Regions from separate parts of the Mus musculus genome. Here all the other regions are linked to region 1. The links are chromatin contacts, called in public promoter capture Hi-C maps. All regions are on one chromosome and are shown on one strand. Each heading gives the region's core, a stretch centred on a gene start, on an enhancer-like site or on the middle of the called end of the contact. The rest is flanking DNA. Distances are from core to core; before and after follow the strand shown.

The links. Promoter capture Hi-C pulls out the DNA fragments that hold promoters and counts their contacts.
Region 2: a contact with region 1 is called in a promoter capture Hi-C map of pre-B cells, with 2.7 times the contacts expected there. The contact joins the promoter of Kctd18 here to the promoter of Sumo1 in region 1. A contact is called at or near these places in 1 of 39 promoter capture datasets (pre-B cells) and 1 of 9 other capture datasets (liver).
Region 3: a contact with region 1 is called in a promoter capture Hi-C map of liver, with 7 times the contacts expected there. The contact joins the promoter of Ppil3 here to the promoter of Sumo1 in region 1. A contact is called at or near these places in 7 of 39 promoter capture datasets (the C10 cell line, the HPC-7 cell line, cranial neural crest and 3 more), 1 of 484 Hi-C or Micro-C datasets (B cells), 4 of 115 datasets of contacts at active chromatin or transcription factors (astrocytes, bone marrow-derived macrophages, embryonic stem cells and 1 more) and 2 of 9 other capture datasets (liver and pancreatic islet).
Region 4: a contact with region 1 is called in a promoter capture Hi-C map of the HPC-7 cell line, with 4 times the contacts expected there. The contact joins the enhancer-like site here to the promoter of Sumo1 in region 1. A contact is called at or near these places in 9 of 39 promoter capture datasets (the 3T3-L1 cell line, the C10 cell line, the HPC-7 cell line and 6 more) and 1 of 9 other capture datasets (adipose tissue).
Region 5: a promoter capture Hi-C map of pre-B cells shows a contact between it and region 1, with 6 times the contacts expected there. The contact joins the promoter of Ndufb3 here to the promoter of Sumo1 in region 1. A contact is called at or near these places in 11 of 39 promoter capture datasets (the 3T3-L1 cell line, the HPC-7 cell line, frontonasal cranial neural crest and 7 more), 1 of 484 Hi-C or Micro-C datasets (B cells), 1 of 115 datasets of contacts at active chromatin or transcription factors (astrocytes) and 3 of 9 other capture datasets (adipose tissue, liver and pancreatic islet).

The regions. Positions count from the first base shown.
Region 1 is chr1:59,669,166-59,672,420 of GRCm38.p6, forward strand. Sumo1 (small ubiquitin-like modifier 1) reads right to left here and starts at 1,669. Exons shown (of 5, transcript NM_009460.2): 1 at 1,515-1,669. The coding sequence starts at 1,526.
Region 2 is chr1:57,968,632-57,971,886 of GRCm38.p6, forward strand. Kctd18 (potassium channel tetramerisation domain containing 18) reads right to left here and starts at 1,453. Exons shown (of 7, transcript NM_001159864.1): 1 at 1,390-1,453.
Region 3 is chr1:58,443,988-58,447,242 of GRCm38.p6, forward strand. Ppil3 (peptidylprolyl isomerase (cyclophilin)-like 3) reads right to left here and starts at 1,499. Exons shown (of 7, transcript NM_001285827.1): 1 at 1,159-1,499; 2 at 602-652. The coding sequence starts at 604. Nif3l1 (Ngg1 interacting factor 3-like 1 (S. pombe)) reads left to right here and starts at 1,164. Exons shown (of 7, transcript NM_022988.3): 1 at 1,164-1,647.
Region 4 is chr1:58,529,225-58,532,479 of GRCm38.p6, forward strand. Fam126b (family with sequence similarity 126, member B) reads right to left here. Exons shown (of 13, transcript NM_001310598.1): 13 at 1-1,035. The coding sequence ends at 434. The region is part of intron 2 of Gm15834 (a long non-coding RNA gene); the gene reads left to right. Among named protein-coding and RNA genes, the nearest start is that of Gm15834, 26 kb to the left of the region's middle. Within about 2 kb of position 1,762, at least 3 of the 459 cell types and tissues checked have an H3K27ac peak or open chromatin away from gene starts, as enhancers often do. A contact at or near this core is called in the HPC-7 cell line, where this site is marked.
Region 5 is chr1:58,584,847-58,588,101 of GRCm38.p6, forward strand. Ndufb3 (NADH:ubiquinone oxidoreductase subunit B3) reads left to right here and starts at 1,551. Exons shown (of 3, transcript NM_025597.3): 1 at 1,551-1,824. Fam126b (family with sequence similarity 126, member B) reads right to left here and starts at 1,487. Exons shown (of 13, transcript NM_001310598.1): 1 at 1,366-1,487.

The sequences.
Region 1 (3,255 bases), core at 419-2,918:
AGTAAACAACTGTCATAAACAAATTATTCATAAAGTCATTTCTATCCCAAAAGAGGATTAATTCAGATTATTAATAAGTAAATCCATGCCACAATTAGTCTACAGTGTAGATAGGCTATAAAAATAGAACCACCCTGGCCAGTCTGTGGTGGCACAAGCCTTTTATCCCAGCACTCAGGAGACAGAAACAGGCCGATCTCTATAAATTGGAGGCCAGCCTGGTCTACAGAGTGTTCCTAGAAAGCCAAGGCTACACAGAAAATCCGTGTCTCAAACAACAACAACAAATTTTTTTTTTAAAAAAGTCCAACTACATTGTGAAGTTGAATGAAAAAGTTTACTGAATAATTATCACAAAAGAAGAAAAAGTTAAAAAAAAAATACTCTGAAAATTAAGTCATCTGAGCAAACCAAAGCAAAGTCAGACCAAAACCTTATGTATATAAAAACTAGCCACAAAGGTAGTAACTAAAATAGGATGAAGAAAAATTTAGGTGGCAAGGAGTCACTCCTATTTGAAGGCAAATACCATGCAAATCCTTGATTCCAAAACCGAGACACACTGTTTTACTACTAATTGACAGCTTTCTGCAAATATTCTGCAATTGTACAACACGGATAACTTTTTTTTTCTCTATTTCTTCGAAAATTAGTTCAGAAACTTCTGGAAGAGAGGTTTGGGGGTGCATATAATCTAAATGCGTCATCTGATTATCAAAGAACAAAAAACGTGCTATATTTTTTTTTAAAGTGCCAAGCATCTGCTGGTTAAAGCCCAGACGAAATGGCTTGTTGGTGGTGGCACTCCATACACAGTTTGCTGTTTCTCGGTTATTCTGAGCGCTCTGAGAACTGGAGAGTTGATGGACCAATCCCGAGTAAGAAATGGAAAGTACAGCGAAAGAGCGGACCGTTCCGCACCCCCGGAAGGAAAAAAAAAAAAAAAAGACTGAGGTGTGCAGAGATGGACGGACCCTCCAGGCAAACACAACGGAAAAGCAGCGTCCTCTGGGCTCCCAGTCACCTCAGACACGGCTCCCCGGCCGCCCCCCACTCTCCGGGACCAAGAACCCAAAGTGGAGTCGAGCTGCTTTTCAGGGCCACCTAGCCTCCCAGTCGGGGATTTCCCTCCCGTTACATAACTGGGCCTAGGGCCTGGTTTCTGCCATCCGTCGTCCGAAGGGAAACGGTCGTTTTCCCCTCAGCTTGCTCTCGGGGACAAGGGAGCGGGCCTGGGCCCCCTGCGAGCCCGCGAGAAACCTGGGCGCCGTCGAGAGAGCCCCGGCGCCGGGTGGCGCGGGGGTAGGGGCCTCGGAGAGGGGCGCGGAGGGCGCGTGGAACCCAGAGCCCCGGGGTCCCAGGCGGCCTGGCCCGACTCCGCCAGGCGCCCCGCGTCCCTCGCGGCCCCCTCCCCACGGGCAGCCCCCTTCTCCAGCCGCCCCCTCCCCCGCGCCTCAGTCCAGGGCCCCAGCCCGCGGCCGACGGCCCTGAGCCCTAAGGCCCCGGCCCGGTACCTGGTCAGACATGGTGACGTGGATTCACCCGGGGGTCTCCGCACCACTGCGGCCTCCGGCAGGCAGAACCTCACTCTGAGGTTTACAAATCCGTCCCTTCTCTACAGCACAACACCGCGGCTGCAGGGACTTCCTCTACGTCTTGCGTCACTTCCGCTGCGCGCAGAGGCGAGTTAGCGAAGACGGGAAAAGGAAGCGGGAAAACGCCGTAAGGAAGGCCGGGGGCTAAAATCCTCCAGGTTGTAAACTACTTGCCTGGAGCAAGAGAACTGCTAGGACTTCGGAGGGAGGGAGAATCAGGCCCGCTGCCGCAGCCCTCAGGGAGACCAGCGCTTTGCCTGCAGGCCGAATGTCTGGGGTCAAACTGACTGCTTAGGCTCCTCCCGGTGGGACGACTTGCGCGCTTCTGAGGCCCGGACCAACCCTCACTGAATATAGTGAATTACCCGTATAGTATTTTTATAGGCCCCTCATGCTTGCTGTTGCCACATTCGTGACTCCGGGTGATAGAGGCAGAGGCTACCGGATCTCTGTGAGTTCGTGGCCATCTTCATCTACAAAGTGAGTTCCAGGACAGGACATAGAACCCTGTTGGGGGCGGGGGAGATGAGGGGGCACAAAAAGACGACCCTTCAGGACACATCTTTTGTTCTTGTGTTTTGAGGCAGGGTCTCACTAATAGCCTTGGCTATTATAGAACATTGCAATGTCAACCAGACTGGCCTCCAACTCGTAGAGATCCTCTTGCCTCTGCCTCCCAAGTGCCACCACACCCCCAGCTAGAACAAAGTCTTGGTGGCTACAGACAACTAAAATGCTACTGAAAGTTTTGAAGTTGTAGGCAGGAGCGCCTTCCAACGCATAAACTAGTTGCCTTGTGTCATAGAAAGACCTAAACTGCTTCCTTTGAATACAGTGACCTTGCACAAGCATTCAAGGAGGATTAAGGTTATAATAAGTAAAGGGGGAAAAATGAAAACTTAAATCAAAAACCCTTCACAGAACAAGACATTAGTAAAATAATCTTTTCTGTAAATAGTAATGAGCCAACTATAAATGACCCAGTAGTCAAAGAGCACTGGCTACTCTTCCAGAGGACTCAAGTCTGAGTCCCAGCACCCATGCATGCATTCAAAACTGCCTGTAACTCTAGTCCCAAGAATCAGATACTTTTTTCAGCACCAAGCCAAAGCCTGAATGCGGTTCATAAACACATTCAGACAAAAACACCCATACAAAATTAAAAATTAGTAGGTACAATATAATTACTAATGAAAATACTGAACATTCACATGCGAAAGGAGAAAGAATTTAAATCCCTATTTCACTGCATATACAAAATTAAAATGTTTCAACGGTGTTTATGTAAGACTGTTTTAGGGTTTTTTTTTTAAGATTTATTTATTTATTTTATGTATATGAGTACACTGTAGATGTTGCAGATGGTTGCAAGCCTTCATGTGGTTGTTGGGAATTGAATTTAGGATCTCTGCTTGCTCCAGTCAGCTCCGCTCACTCCAGTCAACCCTGCTCTCTCAGTCCCTGCTCACTCTGACTCAAAGACTTATTTATTATTATTTGTAAGTACACTGTAGCTGTCTTCAAATGCTCCAGAATAGGGTATTAGATCTCATTACAGATGGTTGTGAGCTGCCATGTGGTTGCTGGGATTTGAACTCAGGACCTTCGGAAGAGCAGTCAGTGCTCTTACCCACTGAGCCATCTCACCAGCCCTGTTTTA
Region 2 (3,255 bases), core at 203-2,702, 1.7 Mb before region 1:
CCTTAGGTCACACCCTGTCTGTCATCCAGCTCCTTCGCTTTAAAACGGACAAGGTTGTGGGGAAGAGCTCTCTATGGAATCTGAAACGGGCTAAAAGACAAAGTTTAAGATCCTCACCCCTGGAAATCTGCAGCTTCTACACTTTCATAGTAAGTGAAAAACTTACTGCTAAACTCAACTGAATCCATGCCAATTCAGTGTTACTAAATGATCAACTAAAATCCTTCCCCACAGACACCAACTTCACCATATGCCATTATGAATCTGAGAAAAGGACAATAGACAAAATTCATTAGGAACCCAACAAGGTCCAGGCCTCCAAAAACACTTACTGGCGTGACCTCCTGCTGCCTTAAAGTCCTGGAAGTAGCACTCTAACCAATCATGAAGCAGAGCAACCAACTGGTTCACACTGTTCACAGACACCTGCTCTCTAGAATTTTCTCATGTTCGTACATAAAGATTCATCTCTTGCAAGATCTTTCTGCGCGGAATTGGTACCCCTGCACAACAAACTCTCATACAGATCTTACACCATGTGTTTAAATCTCTATTTTTTTTTAATTTTTATTTTGTCCATAAGCCCAATAAAAGCAAAGGCACTGCCATTCTTAGTAATCTCCATTTACTGAATGCTTATTGTGTATCTGACACTGTGAAGAAACATTACCTAATTCATAGAAAAACTTTATCATACAAATTTTACTGTCCCTACTAACACAGAACACTAGGGGCAAAAAATTCACTGATGTGTGTGGTGTCTACACAGACTTGCCTGATAATAAGCAGTGGAGCCTGTCACAACCCAGGGCAGCCAGGTGAACCAGAAGGGCCAGCTTCAGGTTCTCACGGATGCTCCCACAGACCATCCCTTTAACACAACTTCCACCTGGTTTAGGCCCTTCACTGACTATCAGCTGCCATTTGGGGACCGCAGCCCAAGGCCAGGCCCCGTGATGACACTCCTCGATGCACCCACTGAGGACTCTGTTGTGAGAAGGCAGGGTTCCCGCACGATGCACCAAACCGTCGAGGATGTCTGCTGAAAAGGCAGACTCCCGGCCACATCAGGGTCTGATTCACAAAGTCTGAGAGGTGGGGACGGGCGCCGACTACACTTTTGAGAAACACAGCTCATGGGGCTCACGCCCCTTCGCCACGGCTGGACAAAACCGGGAAAGATGGGGAATCACCAGGCCCCGCCAAAGTCTTCCTGGGCCAGCGGACCCCAATTCGGTCTACAACGAAGCCTGGTACCCAAAGCGCCCGTTTCATCAGAGAGGCCGGCCGGGGCCTCCCTCAGGATGCCCCGCAAGGCTTCGGGGCCCGCCACCCACCCGGAGCCCGGTTCCTCCACACCGGCGGGCGGAGCGGCGACTGCTTACTGACCTGCGGCCGCCAGTCCCTGGGCGCAGCCGCCCAACGCAGCCGGGCCCGGACGCGGAAGTAAGCCGTCGCCTACTCGGATGCTCCACGATTGGTAGAGCGGAGCAACCCGCGGCGCCCCCGTGCGGTCCCAACGTGCAGTGCGCCAAAAGGGAGGCCTCGCCCCGGACCCGCCCCGCCCACGGGACGGCGGTGGCCACGCCCCAAGAACGTTCCTGAATTTTCCCGGAGTCTAGGCCCCTCTGGTGGAACAGGATGTTTTCCAGCCCCAGGGGAAGCTACTCCATTAACATATTAGAACTTGGATCTACCCATTTGCATAGTTTGTGGCGTGCAAAGCTTTTCCACAAGGCACACTTTATACCTGTAAAAGATGGTGGTTGGTTTCTAAAAATATTTATTAAATCTTTGGAAATTTCATACATCAGAATTAAGATGGTAGTTTTATTCTTGTTACAGGAAGGAAAACCGAGGAGGGAGGACAACCCTCCATTCAACATTCTTGCACACCCAGCACTGTATTAAGTCGCTTGTAGAACTATTTAATTTCTTCTTAATAAAACCCCCATAACACTTAAATCTTCCAACTGTATAGGGCTATGTATTTCAAGATGAGTGAAACAGTCCTGTTTTCCGGGCACTTCGCTCCTTACTAGATTCTAAAGTCCTCTTTTACAGGTCTTAGGAAAGAAGCCAGCCAGAAGTATGGCAGCCTGCCCTTCAGCTAAAAAGTCTTGGGAGACAGGGAAGGTTTGTTCAAGCTGCCGTGATTTCTCACAGGATAGAGACCAGGCTCTGAGAATGGAGCGCTGGCCAAGACAGTGTCAATAGTTTACATTTTAGTATTTTTAATCACTGTAACCAAAAGACCTGACACACACAACTTAAAGGAGTGAGGGTTTATTTTGGCCCTGAGTTTCAAAGGTATCAGTTCCTAACAGCAGGGAGCATAGAGTCCCAACCCATGGGATGACGCTAGCCAATTCAAAGTAGTATTTCCCTAACAGTAGTCCTCTCTCCAAATGCCCACGTAGACACATGTAGGCATTTGCCTCACCTATCTTATCTGGGAAAAAAAAAATTCTGCATTTTAAGCATAGCTGATCGATCAGCTTTCCTAGTGTGGTGTGAAAGTAGACATAGACAATGAAAGAAACTGAATTGAGCAGTGCTGTATTTCAGCTTTATATGGGCAGTGAAAGTAAATTTTCTTATTGCATGAGTCAGGAAATATTCTTCAAAATGAGATTTCTTTTTTTTTTGTAACATTAAAATATGTAGTATGTATTCTTAGATCATGGACTGTAGAAAGCCCATGGCTGCCTCCTCTTCCTCCTCTTTGGGGCGGGGGTGGGGGTCAAAACAGACACCAATCAAAATAGTTACAGAGGATAATGGCTACCTCAGAGTAGAGGCAGGGCAACGTTGAGTTGAAATGAATGAAGCTTGAATGGAGAGTCCCTCACTGGTTGGTAGGACTTCACTCCAAGAGCTAAAAACGTGAATGTGTTCACTTTCTGAAGAGACTCAATAATAATATTTTAGGGGAAAAAAGAACTTGGAAATTGGTAGAAAGAAAAGAAGCTAGTATACCTGAGGCTGGGGTAGGCACTGGGATATAGGGAAAGGAGAGAGACACAAGCTGAACAGTTAGGTTTTTAAAATCTTTTTTATGAATGAGGGCTTTGCTATGTCAGCTGGGCTAGCCTGGCGCTCACTGTCCTCCTGCTGAGTGGTGGAATTACATCTGAACCAGCTGAGGCTCTTGTCTTAGTTTAAGCATAACAGGAAACCATTCTGGGCTGAAGCAAGGAAGTAATATGGGGTGTGTGTGTCTGTCTGTCTATAGACTGAGATAAGAATTTACGG
Region 3 (3,255 bases), core at 249-2,748, 1.2 Mb before region 1:
TACCTCCTGAGTGCTGGGACCACACCAGCAGGGTAACGTTGTAATGATCATGTCCACTTGTTTATTCTACTTTGTTCCCTCTATACTGGTACACACAGTCTCTCCCTCGCCACATCCCCTCCCTTCCCCTCTCCTTCCTTATCCTAGGAACGCACTCTGCCACTGAGCTACACACTCACTATCCTGTCTGACTTCCTCCAAAAAAATATTCATTAAAAATTAAAAAACAGCCAGTCGTGGAGGCACATGCCTTTAATCCTAGCACTTGGGAGGCAGAGACAGGCGGATTTCTGAGTTTGAGGCCAGCCTGGTCTACAGAGTGAGTTCCACGACAGCAAGGGCTACACAGAGAAACCCTGTCTCAAAAAACCAAAACACACACACACACACACACACACACACACACACACAAATTAAAAACCATGTAATGGGCGGCTGAGAGGGCAGGCTTGGCAGGTACCAGGACTTGTTGCTTTTGCAGCAGGGCCTGTTCAGTTCCCAGCACCCACATCTGCTTGTGTCTCCAGCTCCAGGGAACCCAAAGGGGTTAGAAACAAGCAACCAACCACCCAGTTAGAATAATTCTATGATACATACTCACCATTTTCCTTCTTGATGGTTCTAGGAAGCACTGTTTAATTTTTCAAATCTCCTACAAGAGAGAGGAATTAGTTCACTTTACCCTATCAAGTTCCCACCATACTTGTTCATCTTTATGGTAGATTTACAACGAAAAGCTTAGACTAGCATCCTCTAAATGAAAATCCTATCATAAAAGTGTTGATCCTACCCAATGCAACAAGCCACCCCAGTGCGCACTTACTTTACTCATTTTCTTCAAGGCTTTCTGCAAGGGAGGCATAGCCCCACCTCCAGGTCTAGTGCTCTAGATAGGCACTTGGAGCTCCCTTTACCCGGGACACCTACTTTACTTAAGACGTCTGTACAATACATTTCTATACTTCACACTTTTGTTTTGTTTTTTCCCAAACGCCACATCTTGCTAACTTATCAATCGTATTTAAAAGTCCCAGGAATACCATCTCCAGCCCGAGAGTTCACCACGAGGATCCCAAGAAATAAATTTGCACCAACGTGGGGCGCAGCAGGCGTTTGAGTGCACGGAGAAAAGGATAAAAGCCTTTCCCCCACACTCACCCACTGCGCTCAGCACCACTGCTGCGGGAACGGAAAAGCCTCAACTACAAGGGCCGGCATGCCTGCGGGTTCCAAAGGCGTGTCTGTGCGCCACAGAAGTGAAGCCCGGAGCCCTCCGCAGGGGACGCCCTACTCTCCCGTCAGTCTCTCCTCATCACACCGACTAGGACTCGGAGGACCACGCACCTCACCCCTCGGCCCCTGAGAGCTCTACCCACAACCTCACTAAGAAGCAGAACCCGCTGTCGCCCAGCAACTTCATACAGCGGCCTGGAGTGGGAAGCAGAACGCACAGGACCAATTCCGCCCAACTTCACACAGCGGCCTGGAGTCGGAAGCAGAACGCACAGGACAACTTCCGCCCAACTTCACACAGCGGCCTGGAGTCGGAAGCAGAACGCACAGGACCACTTCTGCCCAACTCTTTCCACAAAGCCAGGAGCTTCAGAGCAGAGCGGAAGTGATACACTGAAAGAGCTTCTGCGACTGGTGAGTTGTGAACCACTGAAGGGCTCGCGGGGGCTGTCTGTTCTTCTCGCTGGAGGTGCACATCGGGCTGGCTGTGGTGACTGCAGAGGGCCGGGGGAACATGAATATAGAAGGAGAGGTTGCAGATGAAAACTGCCTTGCTGCAGGAGGGGTGAGGGTGCTGACTCCAGGAATAAAGGCTATGCCACGCGGCCCTTGATTATTCTGGAAAAGGTCTTGAGCCATGCGTAAATGAAAGAAAAACCACACGCAAGTGCAAAGAGAGCTCTCGTGTAATTGAAAAATAGCAAGTGGCTGTTCAGAGGGCTAAAGATCATGTAGATTGACAATGGATATTCCCATCTCTCCATTGTACGGCAGCTCCAGCCCATTCAAATAATGCTTTAAATGTGTCTGTACTGTGAGCACATTGTCCGAGAAAAACACCGGGACGTGGTCGTGTCATCTCACAATAGAAGTTTATTGTATAACAAGAAAGCCACAAGTTACATCAGTCTCGTTGGTAGCTTGTTACAGGATGTTTGGTCACACTGTGAACCCCCGAGATTGTGTTATTTACCGATGGTGGGTGGGAGGAACCTTTCTAGTTGTGGTGTGCCCTTAGCACACATCTTTAATCTCAAACAATGAAGGTAAAATTAGTTTGTAGAAGGAAGCATCCATGTTTGAAAGTGATGTCTAATTGAATGGCAGACAAAGTGAGGAATCAGAGAAAGATTTGACAGAATAGGATATGCCCAGCTCTCTCCAGAACAGGGAGAAAAGATGGGCTACTTAAGGGGTAGTGCAGAGAGAGACTGGGGGCAGTTTTTACTGGGACAGTTATATATAGAGAGGATGCAGATAGAGAAAACAAGCTATGCATAAGTGAAGACAGACTGAGCCAAAGAACAAGAAGCAGCCAGAAGATTAGAGAGGATTGTCAGGCTTAGTTTGAGGCCATGCAGAACCATTCAGTCAGAGGCTGAGAGAGAAGCCAGATGAATCAGGCAGCTTGGAGAGGAGTTTGAGCCAGAACAGCTGAGTTGAACCAGCCAGCCAGCGCAAGCTCAGAAAGAACTAGAAAGGGTGAGCTTATTCGGCAGTAATTCTCAGAGTCTGAAAACATAATAGGCCTAGATAAGATTGTATGGAGGCTATAAGCTTCCAGAACTAGGCCTAGCTTAGCAGAGAGATGGGAGACGACAATTATACCAGGTGAATAAAAGATACTTTTACAATACCTGTTTGAGGCAAACACATTTCCTTTATTCAATTCTATTAACTCTCAGATTGCACATCACACTGTTTTGAGTTGTTTTGGTTCTTTGGTGACACTACTCTCCCACCATTCAGTGCACAGCCATGGAATATGTGGGTAGGGGCCCAGTGCTTTTCCTCTCTGTTTCTCTGTGTAGCAGTTGACGTGTGTTCAGGGGCAGCAGTTCTGGCCTTTTCTTGCCTTGGCTCTGTGCGTTTGTGGAGTGACCTGTCTGCCTCAGTTCTTGCTCGTGCTGCCCTAGAACTGACTGTATAGCTGAGGCTGGCTTACCCTCTACCTCCCTTGTGCTGGGATCACAGATGTGTGCCGCCACACCCAGTGGTGCTGGGGACCAAACCCTTGTGCAT
Region 4 (3,255 bases), core at 512-3,011, 1.1 Mb before region 1:
AGAGAGAAAACATATGATCCAGTTATCTTCATAGTTCATAGATTATGTGAACAAACCCGTTTTGTTTTTAAACAAAAGCCAAAGAATCATTTCATAGGGATCTTATACACCATTTCCTCGACATCTCCTCAGTCTCACAGTGTTGAAATGGGACCGATCAGCCTACGATGGATTGCACATCACCCAAGGAGAAAGGAAGGCATGGAAAAGGCAAACGTTTTACACTGCTTCACAAACACATTTAAGGGAATAGGTAGAGAGGTTAAAAGAAAGGAAAGGAAAACCTTATTGCTGTTTCCATACAAAATACAGTATGAGATACCTAAGCTAAGTCAAATCTGATGACAGTGACATCTTTTCACAATGCGGGATGACGTGTCTTGCACAATGAAATGTTCAGTGTAGAAGGTTAGCAGAACAAGGGGCATCAGAACTACACCTGGGATATTAGCTGCATATTGAAACTTGGGGATCGAGACTGCTTGGTTAAGGGGGCTCCTGGGCTGAGGAGCTCTTTACCTTCACCAGCGTGACCTAGCCGGTCTTCTTGTAGACTGATAGTTGAATATCGATTAGCATTTGTAGCTGCTAGATTAGTAACTCCCTCAGTGCCAACCCCAATGCTGGTACTTGCTTGACCGCCATTTACATAGTCAAAAGATTTACTTGAGGAAGCACTGGCTGTCCGGATTAGACTCAGACTATTGGTTTTTGGCACCACCTGGCCTGCAGGCAGGCTCAAGTGTTTCTTCATCGGTGTCAGCTCAACTGAATCTATGCTGAGATCTGCTTGTTGTTGTACAAACTGCTTTCCAACTACTGAATCTCGAGGGCTCTCATTGGATTTGATGGCTAATGCTGTTTCTTTGTCTTTGGCGGAACGCCCAGTTGCTACTTTCCGCAAGCTTCCCCGCTGAGAAGAGGAGGGTGGTTTGGTCCCATGTGGTTGGCTGCTAAGAGAAGCCCCTGATGAAAATCCTTCATCTGCATCATTCATGTTTAAGGACTCCTCTCCGCCATTTAGACCCTCAGCACCTAAAAAATAAATCAGACAGATTATAGCTACATTAAATAAAAAAGCAGCTGTGAATACGCTGACCTAATCTCATGTTAAATGTTTGCTATGATCTCAGTACTTTAATTTAGGGGAATAAACCTCTACACAGAATTCTAACACACTATTCCTTGCTTTCACCTGGCTTTATTTGCCCTGGTTTTGTAAAAACTGTCCACAAATATTAACTAGTAAACTATCAACATCTAAGGCATAAAAAACTAAAATATAATACTTTAAAACCACACTATATCCATTGAAAGTCACCATATCTATGTATTTTAAACAAAACCCCTTCCTCGTTTTTCTTTAACCTATTATACAAAACATATTGTATAAAGGGGTTCTCTTCTAATCTCAGTTACCCAGAATTACACCAAGTCATTTAGGCCTACAGGCCAGACCCTTTTTAAATTATAAAGAAGTGCATTATCTATTTGACAGCTAACTGCATTTATATAGCTTTGCACTATATTTCTTTTTAACATCTACCAAATTTGCCAACAACTGCCTAATAACTTCACAACCACATTCTGTCTTATGGACACAGCCTTCACATACATTTCCGTGATATTTGTACTGACTGTGAGGCAGCAAAGGTAGGTGTCTATACTCCATATCTCTAACAGTTCTGTCCTTAGTAGGAGACAGAAGCACTGCACACTGCAGTGCATCTCACACAGGAACTGCACTTAGTCAAAGGACCTTCTCATCTCGAGCTTTTGTGGGATGAGAATCACATGATACAATGAGCTTGCAGTTTCCAGACAGCCCAATTCTCTTACTGAAAAGTGTGATCAAACAGTCTCAACATTAATGCTTTCTTCTTTCAAAAACTGAAAATACTTTTCCCAGAATGAAAGAAAGAAAGAATCTATAAAACAGATATTAACGTGATAGTTAAGGTAAAATGTTAGAGAACAATGTAAATACTAATTTGAGATACAGGTTACCTAATAAAAATGTACATATTTAAACACAATCTTTTACTTAACATAGCACCTGAAAAGTAAAAATATTTCTTAGCAATATTTCTTCACATGGATTAGTTATTTTACTTCTAAAAAAGAATCAAATTAGGCTATTCTTAAAGCAAAAGGCAACTTGTTACATATACATATAAATGTAAATATCTACAGCAATTTAATATTTAATCATCATGCAAAGCCATGTGGAAATATATTTACTAAAAATAATAGCAACTGACACTACTTCTCTCAATCCCGTCAAAAGAACTGAGTATTTGTACCTTGAACATAAACATTTTAGATCATATTCATTTACCTCTTAATAATTGACCTATAATTAGTATAAAGATTCAAAATATTCAGAAATATTTGTATGAAATGGGTTCATCTAAGTAGTTAGGACAGGAGACCGAGAGACTTAGTGCTAGCTTTGAGTGCTGCTTCATGCACAGCTGATGCCAAGCAGTATGGCCATAGACGGTGATAACATAAAAAGCCACCATGCAAGAGAATCTACTGCTACTGTATATACTGAAATGTTGTTTCAATGTAATGAACGATGATTACACAGAAATCACAGGCACTATCTTAAAGCTTAGAGTCTTTCTTTAATTTAAAACTCTAACAAGCAGGCGCACTTGGAGTTTTATGAGTGTTACTGCGTGTCTGCTGTATGTGTAGAGGGCAGAGGACAATTTCGTGGAATTGGTTTTCTTTATCCACCTTCACTTGGGTTCAGATCACCAGGCTTGCAGGGCAAGCACCGTTAATAACTGAACAATTTTATCTGCCCTAATAAATACATTTTTATTATTAAACTATTTAAAAACATTATTACAAACTTGTTTTATTTTAAAATAAGTTATATATGTAATATAAAAGTTCCAGCATTCTTGAGAATTACCAAAATTCTTGTACATTTTAATCAATTTCTTTTTCTCTGTCTTAAAAACCCTCAAAGAAAGCCAGGTGTGGTGATGCACACTCTTAATCCTAGCAAAAAGGTAGAAGCAGGAAGATCTCTCTGAGTTTAAGGCCAGCCTGGTCTGCAGAGTAAGTTCTAGGACAGCCAGGGCTACACAGAGAAACCCTGACTCAAAAAATAAATAAATAAATAAAAACAAAAAACCACCATCACCTCCAAAACCAAAACAAATTAACAACAAAAAACCCAGGAAGTGAAAATGCAATTGAGTCTCAAAACATATTTCCTTTTATAGTTTTTCTGTAGGT
Region 5 (3,255 bases), core at 301-2,800, 1.1 Mb before region 1:
TTTATGTATATGTATGTTTATGTTATGTATATGTATAAATATTTATGTATAAATGATCAATAGTAGAAAAAGATTACATCTTAGAAAGTTTTTCTAACATGTAGTTAAATAACAAGCCCAGAAAGACAATATACTTCCTGGATACATTTGTCCTCATCGTCTAACTTGACGGCAGCATCTCAGGCCTCTTACATTTTAATAATTTATAGTGCTACTTTTTAAAGATATTTTTCCAATGAGTTATAAAAGTGCCCTTCCACAATATTCGCCGACAGGGATTTGTTTAGGACTGTATTTCACCATTCAAACCGTGGATTTAAAAGACTTTTCAAAACAAAATAGTTTTAAATTTGTACATAAATTTTATCTATGTCCATGACATTCAACGAACTTATTTTTTTAAGCCTAAGGCATAACTCACAACTAGCTTCCTAGACTTAACAAGGGAAATCACTTAAAAGTTGACACTCCTCTGCTAAGATTCCCAACTTATTTTCACAGTCCTTAACACTGGGGGCGAGTTGTCTACCAATTTACTGTTCATTTTCTAATCTACATTTATCTTCGTCTATAGATTTAAAAGGCTCTCCACTTTTCTGAAGGTTAAAGCCGCAAAGCAAATTCCTGTACTACAAAACACGAATCTGACAACATTCCTCTAAAGCTAACATCGTGTTGTCTCGCAACCAAAGTCCATATTTGGGATAAGCGCTTCGTGACTACTCTTGCCTTCACGCTGTCCTCCTCCTACAGACCCTGCCTCGGTAGAGAGAACGCTGGAGCCAACAAGAACAAAGTGCTCAGATACATCAATGGGTTGCAGAGCTCTTCTTCTACCAGGGTCAGTCGAGTTACTTGGAAAAATAACTGCCATGGGTTACATAATGTACAACCACCAATTTCTAGAGCTGACCACCAATAAATATCTTTCTTCTCCGCACCTCTCCCCATCCCAGCAAACGGCCCTAAGAACACCTAGGATTTCACGCAGGTGTCTGCAATACCACGTCCTTCTCTTACCTGAGGCTTCTTGCAAGACATCCCTTCAGCCCTCACTACCTGTGTCTTGCTCCCGCCTCCTTCCCGCCTCAGCCCGCGCCACCGACACCCTAACGCCCTTGCTAGGGCCCCAAGTTGCCCCACAACACTCATCCCCAAGCCGCCTCGGCAGACGCCTTCTCCTCACGACCCTCCCGAGCTTGCTCCCAGGTCTGCAGGGCTTCGGATCCAACAGTCCTGCTGCCTTCCCACTTCACCTTCGTCAGCTCCCGACTACGGCGTCCGAAGCCGGAGGAGAAATTCCTCTTCACCCGGCACCGTGCGCCCCCCCCCCCGCAACCCCCCCAAGACAGCACCGCCGCCTACCTGTCACCCCGCAGCCTCAGGCTTCCTACCGCCACCGCCACCGCCACCGCCTCCCGCAGCAGCCTGCCAACTGCAGCATAACAACCAGCCTTCTCATTGAGTGGGCCCACGCGCTTAATAACAACCGCTCTCATTGGCTGCGCTATGACTTTGGCCCGCCTCTCGGTGCTCCGCCTAAAGATTCCGTCCTGGAGCAAGACAAACACGGCTTTATCGTCCTTCTCCTCAATATCTTCTACCTCAAGCAGACTCCAGCTGCAAAGTGTGGGAAATAATCTCTACTTCCAGGCTCCTTCATGTCATCTCTACGTTGTCTGGGAGCCTTGCGCCAGTACCGGAACGTTTACCATCTCCCCCATTTTCCTGTCGTAAGAAACTAGAGGAAACAACGTCCGTTTCCGGTTGTCTCCGGCTGTAAGGTTGAATATTGAGTGTCCCGGGAGGTCAGATTGCTGTCAGGTAATTTAGGGAGCTGGTGGGAGACTTCTGGATTACGCATAATCTAAACTTTATCCAGGGAATGCAGAAGTGGAGAGGGCTGAAGGGATCCGATAAGACCGGGAGAAGATCCGGGATCTAGCTAGGGAGCGCCGCTGCAAGGTTCTTGCTGGGCTGTGTTGAGGCGGATGAAGGATGTCTTGAGAATTACGATGGTTGTTAAATCCCAGAGATGTTTTAAACCGCCGCTACCAGATGCAATGTACTCCTCGCCTCCTGGCTTTTTGGGTTGTATTTGAATAGGGTAAAGAACAGCTCAGACCCGAAAATACTTAAAACTAGAAGAAATAATTGCAACGGTTGCTTCACAAGCTTGTATTTTAAGTACGGTTTCCCAAATATAAGTGTTTACGACACAGTGCTTAAGTGAAAAAGAGCAAGTCACAAAATCAAGACTACTGCATAATCCTAGGATTAAGGATTGGATACTAAAGTAATAGCAGTTCATTTGTATTTTCCCATATTTTAATGGTCATCTCAGTTTTTAAATGAGGGAAATTTGAGATACACCCTTGAAAATCCCTGATAAACTGTAAAATTATATGTAATGGATGTAACATTCTTCTTCCTTAGGGAAAGCAAGTCAACATTTCCCCAGTGCTAGATAGAACAAGCCATCGTTAGTGAAGGTTGATCATCACCAAACTTTTGAGTTCACTTCTGACATAGGCAGATAGCATTTAAATTTTCCATAATTATGTGTTCATTCATGGTTGAATCCTTTTTTTTTTCTGTTCTTAAACGGACAGTTCTAAAGGTGAAATAATTTCCTGTTGTTGAGCCCTCAGTGCAGTAGAACTCGCTCATTCTGTGGAAGAGGAGAGAACCAGTTGGATTAGGTTGCCCTCTGACCTCTGCATGAACATCCACACACACACACACACCACACATGACTTTAAAGAAATACTCTTAAAAATAGGAGCCCAGCATGATGCACAGGCTTGTACTCCTGGCAGTTGGGAGACAGAGACAGAAGGAGTAAGAGTTCAAAGTTTCCCTGGCTACATACCAAGTTTGAGGTGAGACTGAGCTTTGTGAGACTGTCTCAAGTAAATAAACAATATTCTTGTAAGATAGGGGTGGCTCATACCCCAGTGATACAGTAATGTGTGCTTTATTTGGAAAAAAAAATCTAATAAACATATTCAATGTCATGCACATTCAGGAATTTCTCTTAAGAGATAACATCCAGTAGAAATGCAATGGAAGCCATATATGTAAAATTAAAATTTCTAGTAGACAGTAAAAGTAAAAAACAAATTCATCTAACCCAGTATGTTAAACATATTTAAGCCTGAAGCCTGGTGTGGTTGCCTTTAATCCTAGCACTTGGGAGGTAGAGGCAGGTGAGTCTCAGAGTTCAACACTAGTCTAGTATACAGAGCAAGTTCC